Regions from separate parts of the Mus musculus genome. Here region 2 is linked to region 1. A link is a contact called in public HiChIP or PLAC-seq data. All regions are on one chromosome and are shown on one strand. Each heading gives the region's core, a stretch centred on a gene start, on an enhancer-like site or on the middle of the called end of the contact. The rest is flanking DNA. Distances are from core to core; before and after follow the strand shown. Region 1 overlaps Ccdc125 (coiled-coil domain containing 125). Region 2 holds the start of Ccnb1 (cyclin B1).

What was found. HiChIP or PLAC-seq counts read pairs in DNA pulled down with a chosen protein or histone mark.
Region 2: an H3K4me3 HiChIP or PLAC-seq map of the 230-238 cell line shows a contact between it and region 1, with 19 read pairs. The contact joins the promoter of Ccnb1 here to the enhancer-like site in region 1. A contact is called at or near these places in 5 of 39 promoter capture datasets (the C10 cell line, embryonic stem cells, hematopoietic stem and progenitor cells and 1 more), 1 of 15 datasets of contacts at CTCF or cohesin (the G1E-ER4 cell line), 4 of 484 Hi-C or Micro-C datasets (CD8 T cells, the CH12 cell line, the HL-1 cell line and 1 more), 6 of 115 datasets of contacts at active chromatin or transcription factors (the 230-238 cell line, bone marrow-derived macrophages and embryonic stem cells) and 3 of 9 other capture datasets (adipose tissue, liver and pancreatic islet).

Annotation. Positions count from the first base shown.
Region 1 is chr13:100,679,878-100,684,580 of GRCm38.p6, forward strand. Ccdc125 (coiled-coil domain containing 125) reads left to right here. Exons shown (of 12, transcript NM_183115.5): 4 at 1,904-1,990; 5 at 2,890-2,967; 6 at 4,409-4,494. Among named protein-coding and RNA genes, the nearest start is that of Ccdc125, 13 kb to the left of the region's middle. Within about 2 kb of position 3,119, at least 18 of the 459 cell types and tissues checked have an H3K27ac peak or open chromatin away from gene starts, as enhancers often do. A contact at or near this core is called in the 230-238 cell line and bone marrow-derived macrophages, where this site is marked.
Region 2 is chr13:100,783,672-100,788,156 of GRCm38.p6, forward strand. Ccnb1 (cyclin B1) reads right to left here and starts at 2,815. Exons shown (of 9, transcript NM_172301.3): 1 at 2,711-2,815; 2 at 2,062-2,232; 3 at 1,786-1,947. The coding sequence starts at 2,731.

The DNA of each region.
Region 1 (4,703 bases), core at 1,869-4,368:
CAGGGATTAAATTTAGGTGGTCAGACTTGGAGGCAAACTCCTTACTCTGCCGAGCCATCTTGCTGGCCCCAGTCTTTGTTTCTAAAAAAGCCCTCTGATGTAAGCATGCCTGACCCTTCAGGCTTGCCCACCACTTCTCTGTCCAGCTTCTCTAATCCTATCAATCCATCTAAACTACTGGGAAAATTGGCATTGCTTCGTTATAGATGCCTTTCCTCTAGGTGGGGCTGGGAAAAAAAAACTGTCTTAGTGTAATGTCCTTGAAGTCAGAAGACCAGAGAATTACTAGAAATTACAAAAGAGAGGCCACGTTGATGGTGTGATGTGCCTTGAAGGGAGAGAGCCTTCGATTCCAGATTAACAAAGGAAATTTCCAAGTCATAAGTTTTCAGGGGATGCTCCACACCACATGACCTAGCCTGGGCTAGCTAGCCTACATGCCAAGGGACATTGAAGCAGGCACTCAGTAGGACCCAGACTAATCCTGTAATAAGAGAGTGAGGGAGGGGCTGCTAGTCTCTAGGTGAGCATCTGGCTGGCTCCTTATAGAGGGGGAAGAGACTGCAGGGTTGTGGCTTGATTGACAGCTTGACAACCTAACAAGAACGACCCAGGTGGTCTGAGGAGCCCCGCCTGAGCCTCGCCCCTATGGGCGCAGCATCTTTGAGTAGCTGCCACCTTTCTAAGAAACAGGAACCCTGCTTCCTAAGGTTAGATAACTGGGACTACTGAGGCAAATAAATACCAGAGCTGGAGACATGAACAGAAACCTGCTATCTCAGCCTTGGAGGGAAGAAGTCTGAAATCAAGGTTTTAGAATGCCATGTTGCATCTGAAGGCTGCTGCAGGCCAAGACGTTCCTAAACTGTAGTGTCTAGTCTCCGCCTCAGCCTCGCATGGCCTTGTCCCTTTTCTTAACCTTCCCCCTACACCCCCACCCCTGCCCCGCCCCCTACACCCCCTTCCCGGATTGTGTCCAAGGTGCCTCTTATTTCACAGGCACACTGGCCACTGGATTGGGGCCCACCTTAATCTGATACAGCATCATTGCAACTGGATTACACCCTAAACTGTGTATCACAGTGATAAACACACGGAAAGCATCACTTAGGCTGTATTTCTGTAAATGCTGCATTTCCACAATGCAAGTGGTGGTTGGTCTTCAGCCGCTTCACCTTGGAAGGCTTTTAAGAAGTGGTCTTGACTCAGATAGACTCTGCTAATCTATTGTCTAAAGGTGGAAGTATTTATGTTCATAATACTTGTTGGGGGTCCAAGAGTCACCCCACAAATTTAGACAGGGATGGTTTATTGAACACACAACCTGATACTTAGCCATCAGAACTGTAGCTCAGAATTCTGGGGGCTGAGCCATGGCCACAAATATCTTTCTCTGTCAGTTTATAAAGGAAAAAAAAAACACAAAACCCCCAATAAGTTCATATGCAGGTGCAAGAAGTGCTGCCTGGTGGTCAGCTCTGACTCACCATTTTAGACATAACAGCTCATATTGACCTGTAATTTGATGGGTCCTACATAAAGCTTTGTGGAATTTAAGATTGGATAAACCTCAGAAAATAAGAGGATATGTGATCAGCATGACCTTGCTCTGAGTCAAGTTATTTTTCTTGTCAGTGACAGCAGGGATATTACAGCAACAATATGAAATAGCTGGCAGGCATGGAACAAAATGGCTGCAGCTATGCGGGGTGCGGGGCCAGGGTAAAAGCAAGAGGCGGGCTTTTGTTTCAAGTGGAGCTTGGTAGTGAGTTCTGGTTCACTTCAGCATCTGGAGAAACTCACAGCCTTGTTTTAGGGTGAACGTGGACCAGCCAGCTGCTTGGTCAGTTACCGGGGTTACATGCCTTGCAAACACTGAAGCCTACGGTATCTCTGTCCACAGGACGTAGAGATTTTAAAAACGGAACTTGAAGCGTCTCAAAGACAACTTGAAGGTAAAGAGGAAGCATTGAAAATCCTCCAAAGCATGGTAAGAATTTATTTTTGAAAATTCGTCACTTAGCATATTCTAATAATAAGTGGCATTGCAATCCCTGCACTCGGGAGACAGTGGCAGCAGAACCAAGAGTTCAAGACCAGGCTTCACCCAGAGACACTGTTTTGGAAACAAGACACACACACACACACACACACACACTTTGTGACTTTCTCATCTTGCTAATAAGCTGTTATCTTTTTTTTTTCTATTTTGTTTATAAGCTGTTATCTTAAATTAAATGTGGGGCTAGAGAGATGGCTCATTAGTTAGCAGTGGGTACTGCTTTTACATAGGGCCCAAGTTTGGTTCCCAGCACCTAGGTCAGCTATCTCACAACTGCCTGTAACTCCTGCTCCAGGAGATCTGACATCCCCTTCTATCTTCCTCAGGCACCTACACACACATGCACATAGACACTCAGAAGTACACATATTGAAAACAAAATAAATCTTTAAAAAATAAACTATGCATTTGGGCACATGCGCATAGATGTTATCATGTGCAAGTAGGACTGTTTAAAACTTCATTTTAAGCCAGGAGTGGTGGCGCATGCCTTTAATCCCAGCACTCGGGAGGCAGAGGCAGGTGGATTTCTTAGTTCGAGGCCAGCCTGGTCTACAGAGTGAGTTCCAGGACAGCCAAGGCTATACAGAGAAACCCTGTCTCAAAAAACCAAAAAAAAAAAAGAAAAAAACAAAAAACCCAAAAAAAAAAAAACACCCACAAAAAACAAAAACAAAACCAAAAAACTTCATTTTAGCTGGGTGGGGGTCTCAGCATTTGGGAGGCAGAGGCACAGATAAACTCTGTCTCAAAACAAACAAAACAAAAAAACAAATAAATAAATAAAACTCCTTAGTTTTACTGATGCTATTTTTCTTTTTTCATAGGCAATGCTTGGCAAAGCCACAAGCCACACACAGACAATGCTTCAAAAAACTATAGAACAAAAGAGATCTCTGGAGAAGGTATTTGCAACTGCTAGCATTGATGCAATCATTCGGATAATATTTAAACCTAATTTCCTTAGGCTCACGACCATGATGTGTGTGTTGTTCCTGGTACTCTCATAAGGAGTACTTGAGTCTTTGATAGCTTTCCCTTGGGGCACTTACATTTTAAAATAGATTGTTACATGGGTAAAGTATGGTTTATTTCCCTTTTCTGGTAGTAGAAGGTCAACCAACTTGGCACTTCTCATTTTTCTTCTCTTTTTCTTCCTGTGCCTCAGGCAGAGTAAGCATGTTTCTGAACATCTCACTGTATATGAGATTAAGCATTGTAAATCTCTCTCTCACTCTCTCTCTCTCTCTCTCTCTCTCTCTCTTAAAAATTTTATTTATTATGTATACTGTGTTCTGCCTGCATGGCCAGAAGAGGACACCAGATCTCATTACAGATGGTTGTGAGCCACCATGTGATTACTGGGAATTGAACTCAGGACCTCTGGAAGAGCAGCCAGTACTCTTAACCTCTAAGCCATCTCTCCAGCTCTAATGTCTCTTTCCTATGTCAATTTTATCATCCTTTGATGGAGCCCTTTCGGCAAAGACTCACAAGTGTAAATTTAGTTTTTGGTCTCTATATATGAGCAGAGGTGGGGACTAAGAAGTCTGGGCTCAGTACAACGTTTTTATTTTTGTTTTTTTAAAGATTTTTTTATTTATGTATTTTATGTATATGGATATTTTGTCTACATGTACAACTGCACACCAGAAGAGCACATTGTATCTCCTGGGATTACAATTATAGATGGTTGTGAGCACCGGGTGGGTGCTGTTTGAACTTAGGACCTCTGGAAGAGCAGTCACTGCTCTTAACTGCTGAGCCATCTCTCCAGCCCCTTTTTTTGGTTTTTATTTGTTGGTTTGTTTTTGGGAAAGGGTTTCTTTGTATAGCCTTGGCTGTACTGGAACTTGCTCTGTAGACCAGGCTGGCCTTGAACTCAGAGCCACCTGCCTCTGCATCCTGAGCACAGGGATTAAAGGTGTGCGCCACCACCACCCAGCAGCACAGCCACTTTTGAACCCAAACAGTTTAAAATTTCTTTTCTGTATTCAGTGAGCTTTGGCAAAGTGTTTCTAGTGCTCAAGTCCATTCAGTGTACAATTGCCATAGACTCTTCTGAGCAGCCTTTTGCTTTGTTTGTTTGTGTTTCCAGACAGGGTTTCTCTGTATAGCCCTGGCTGTCCTGGAACTCACTCTGTAGACCAGGCTGGCCTGGAACTCACCTCCCGAGTGCTGGGCTTAAAGGCGTGCGCCACCACGCCCGGCTTTTTTTGCTCTTTTAGCTGTTGCATGATTAAATGACTTACTTCACTCTTCAGTGTCTCTAAATGATTAATACCGATAACTTTTCATGAAATGCCCCCCTTTTAAAATTTGAAGGTCATGTTTCTCTTTCTATAGGAAATAAATGCCTTGCAGTGGGAAATGGAATTTGATCAGGATAGATTTAAAAATATAGAAGAATCTTGGATCCAGAAATGTGACAGGTTTGTATGTTTGTGGCACTGAGAGTTAAATGTAGGGCCTTGTGCATGTAATAGAGTTGCACTGCATCTGAGGGGCATTTATTTAAAGATTTACCGTTATTATTTTTAATTATACATGTCTAAGTGTGGATATGCATGTGTACATGAGTGCAGAGACCCACAGAGGCCAGAAGAGGGCACTGGATCCCCAGGTGCTAGAGTCACATACA
Region 2 (4,485 bases), core at 1,565-4,064, 100 kb after region 1:
ACAGGCTACATTAAGGGAAGGAAAGCCAGTATCTGTATCCGCAATTCAGTACAGCATGCTCAATAAATGTAACTCATTTCACTAATAAAGGGAAAGCATTTCAGACTCTTTCCCCCAATTTCTTCTTGGGAAATGATTAACACTAGGCTGGAGTGATAGTTATAGCTGTAAAGGAACATCTGCTGCTTTTGCCAAGGGCTGGAATCCAGTTTCTCTTCAGGAACCAGGACTCAACCTTAGCTCCAGGCTATCTGACGTCCTCTTCCAGCCTCCTTGGGCCCTGCGCTCATGTGCAAACCCACATCCCACTCATGAAAAACAAATCGTACACATAAACAGCAAAAACTAACAAACAGAGCCAGGCATGGTGATCCAGGCCTTTAATCCCAGCCCCTGGGAGGCAGATCTCTGTGAGATGAAGCCAGCCTGGTCTCCATAGCAAACTACAAGGCAGCAAGATCTGGTCTCATAAAAAAAGAAACTCCGATTTAGATTAAGGCAGTTTAAAAGTAGGAAAAACTAGGCTGGCAAGCCTGGTAAGGGTGCCTGTTGCCAAGCCTAACAACTGAGTTCAATCCCTAGAACCCGCAAGGTGGAAGAACTGACTCAAAAGTTGTCTTCCAACCTCTCTAACTGTGTCCTCACACACAAAATACAAAAGAGAAGATGGGAGCTGGAGAGACGGCTCAGCAATTAAAGAGCCCTCGATCTCCAGGAGGGACAGAATTCAGATCCTAGCGACCACACTGGGTGGCTCACAAACGCCTGCAACGCCGGCTCCAGCTCCAAAGAACTCTGTCTCTTCAGGCCTAACATACACACAATTGGGCACAGACACACAAAAAAGTACTCTCAATACTAGTAGGTAAAGCAAGTCAAAGGAACAGATAATAAAGTCATTTATCCATCAGCTCAGCCCCACGTGAACTTGATTCAAAAGAATGCTAAGCCAGCAATCTTTATTCAGGTGTATCCAAGCCCCTGATTACAGAGAGCCCAGGCTAGCCTTAAACTTGCAATCTTCCTGCCTTAGCAGAAGTGCTCAAATCACAAACATGCACCAATCATCACACCTAGTAGTAAAATCTGGTGCCTTCGACGTGTATGCTTTTTTTGTTGTTGCATTTTTCTCTTTTGCATTTTAATACTCAAGGACTGAACCCAGGGCCTCCTAATATGCTGAACACAATCTAACAGGCTACAAACTCAGGCAAACTTCATTTTTAGGCTTAAATGCTAACCCATCATTCCATCATTATCATCTTTTTTTGTTTTCAAATACGGAGTTTCACTATATGTAGCTCTGGCTAGACTGGACCTTGTTACAGAGACTCAGAGCCCCACCTGCCTCTGGCCAGACAGAATACTGGGATTCTACCAAGCACCTTATTTTATTAATTAATCTCATTTCTCTGCCTGAAATCTTTTTAAAAATAGTTTTTGAATATACCATCCCAGCATTGGAGGTGGAAATCTCAAGTTCAAGGACAGCATGAGCTACAGAGACACAGAAAAGAAAATGATTTATGCCCACATCCGTGTCCCAGGCCAGCCAGGAGTACATAGTGAGTGAGACTCTGGTGTCTACATAAAACAAAAAGCCCCACCATATTTATCTGCCACCATTTGACGCAGGGTGCTAATACTCACCCCAGAGTCGTTAATGCATGTAAAATGTTTTTGCTAGCCACTCAATAATAAGTAATATATTTAAATGCTGTCATGTGCATCAACGTGAAATGAAGTCAGAGAGAAGAAACAAACTTTTAAAAAATGCAAGTTTACCAAAATAGGTTCAGGAGAAAGCTTCTCTTCTCTAACATGTTCAAGTTCAGGTTCAGGCTCAGGCTCAGCAAGTTCCACCTCTGGTTCACACACAGGCACCTTCTCTACAGGTTTTGGTAGGGCTTTAACAGTACCTTTTCCAGTACCTAGCGTTTTTGCTTCCTGTGGATGAAAGGGAGAGAACAGAATGTTTTCCCAAGGGTGACAGCTAGAAGATGGGCCTTTTCAGGTTAATTGGGCTAGGGAGATCGGTACCCTTTTCAGGGCGATAGTTACCCTTTTCAGAGGCACTCTTGCCTGTAGCTCTTCGCTGACTTTATTACCAATGTCTCCAAGAGCAGTTCTCGGTCTCAGCCCGGGCTTGGAAGCAGCAGTAACTGTCACAGGCACACGCTTGGCGCCTGCCATACTGACCTTGGCCTTATTTTCTGCGTTAATTTTCGTGTTCTGAAAGAAGTAAAAGAACAACTTGAAAAGGGTCCACGGCAGCAAGCAGGCAGCCCCGAGGAAGTCACGGGTTAATTAAGGCGGGACCTAACTAAGGAAAGCAAGGGTGGTAGGATCTAGCCTCCAGCCGTGACAAGCAAGTTTCCACCCAAATCTTTCACCTTTAATCCAGTTTCCCCTTAAGTCCTAAGCCACCCTAAACATGGTGAATTTACATCGGAAAGGATGCCATAAAAGCCTCCGTCGTAGACAGCTCTCCGGGAAGGCGAAGAATTCACCCTGGGCCTTCACCATTAAGAGCACAGCACCCACTCCCCACAAGTCCTGCAGCCCAGATAGGTCCAGAGGTCTTTTTCACCCTCCATAAGGTGGGTCCTCAGCTCCCCGGCCTCGCCGGAGCCCTCCCGGATCCCCCTCCCGCTCCGGGATCCCGCGGTCTTCTCCCGCCGCGATCACCGCAGCGCCTGGCCCGACTCACCCTAGTGACCCTGAGCGCCATGGCTCCTCCAAAATCAGAGGTTCCCCGATTCGAGAAGACACCCTAACCTCTGGCTATCCACAGCTAAACACTAACAGCCGTTCCTCCGCAGCACGCCGGGAGGAGTCTGCCGGGCTTAGGTTTAAACCCCGGGCCGCTCGCTCCTCATTGGCCAGTTCGTGGCACTCGCTCTCTTCCCATTGGCGCCGCGGGTTCCCGTAGAATGCGTTTCCTGGGCGATCCCGCGATCCCAAGTTCGGCGGGGGTGGGGCGGGGGCGGGGCCAGAGCGAGGCTGCCGCTGGCAGCACCGCCCACCCCTCGCGAGGTCAGGCTCTATGCCTGCGCACAAGTCGCATTGCTGCCACCTGCCTTAGGTAGGCATGGCGTGCAGTGCTCACTTGTGTGCTGTCCAAGCTAGCCCAGGCGACTCCGTTGGACTTTAGGAAAATGACTGTGGGGAGTACGCATATCAGTTTTGCTGTTGTCCTATTTATTGTTTCTCATCCTCTTCTATAGAAGTGCCAATACTATCTTAAGAGTTCCCGAAAGCTTTGTTGCAGAGACGGTCTTTAATATGACTGTTCCAACAGCTATCTGGGATGGATTTTGAGGTTGATAGCATGAAGTTTTAGCACACATACACATAGTAAATGTTTTTTGTTTTGTTTTTGCTTTTTGTTTTTTCGAGACAGGGTTTCTCTGTATAGGCCTGGCTGTCCTGAAACTCACTCTGTATACCAGGCTGGCCTCGAACTCAGAAATCCACCTGCCTCTGCCTCCCAAGTGCTGGGATTAAAGGCGTGTGCCACCACCGCCCAGCTGTAAATGGTTATTATAAGCAAATAGATTAACATACCAAGCTCCCCAATAGCGACTGCCCCAGTGATAAAAGAAAATGTGCCTTATGCTTAATTTTGCTCTAAGTTTAAGATTACTCCAAAAATATAGTTTTGTAAAATCTTATTTAACAAAGATCTCTATTGCAACTCTCTATCTTTCTATGTCAAACTCCTTATTAAGGCTTATTAACTTCAGTGAAATTTTCCACATTAATTTTCAGTAACACTAACGCGGATTTATTTATTGACCAGGATCTCTTGTAGCACAGGTTGTTGGCATTCCTTCTATGCTCCGCCCAACAGTTACCTAGCAACAGCCAGGTAGGCCTGGCTTGCTATAAAAAGGACTGTTTGGCCTCTCCCTCTCTCTCTGACTCTGCCCTCTTTTCTCTCTCTGTCCCTTTTCTCCCTCTCTCCCTTCTCCCTCTCTTCACAGGTTCCTGGCCAGCTTCTTTTCTTCTTTTTCTCCTTCTCCCTCCCCCCATCTTTTCTCCTCTCTCTCTTTCTCTCTCCCACCCCCCCTTCTCGTCCCTTCTCTTTCTCTGTCTCTATTCACTTCTCACCTTCCTTTCCCATGCCCCCAAGTAAGCTGTTCTATGGTAGACCCGTCATATGGCTGGTACCTGGGGTGAGGAGTGGAAGCCTCAGTACGGGCCCACTGAGGGCACCCCCTCCCACCACACCATCCTGTGCTCTCTAAAACATATTCTTGGTTTTATAAAATGCATCACAGGTTGTTGAACTTCATGTGTAACTGAGAGTGACCTTAAATCTCCTGCTCTCCCTCCCCTGCCTCCTCATTGTTGAGGTTACATATACATCTTTTTTTTTTTTTTTTTTTTTTTTTGGTTTTTCGAGACAGGGTTTCTCTGTGTAGCCCTGGCTGTCCTGGAACTCGCTCTGTAGACCAGGCTGGCCTCGAACTCAGAAATCCG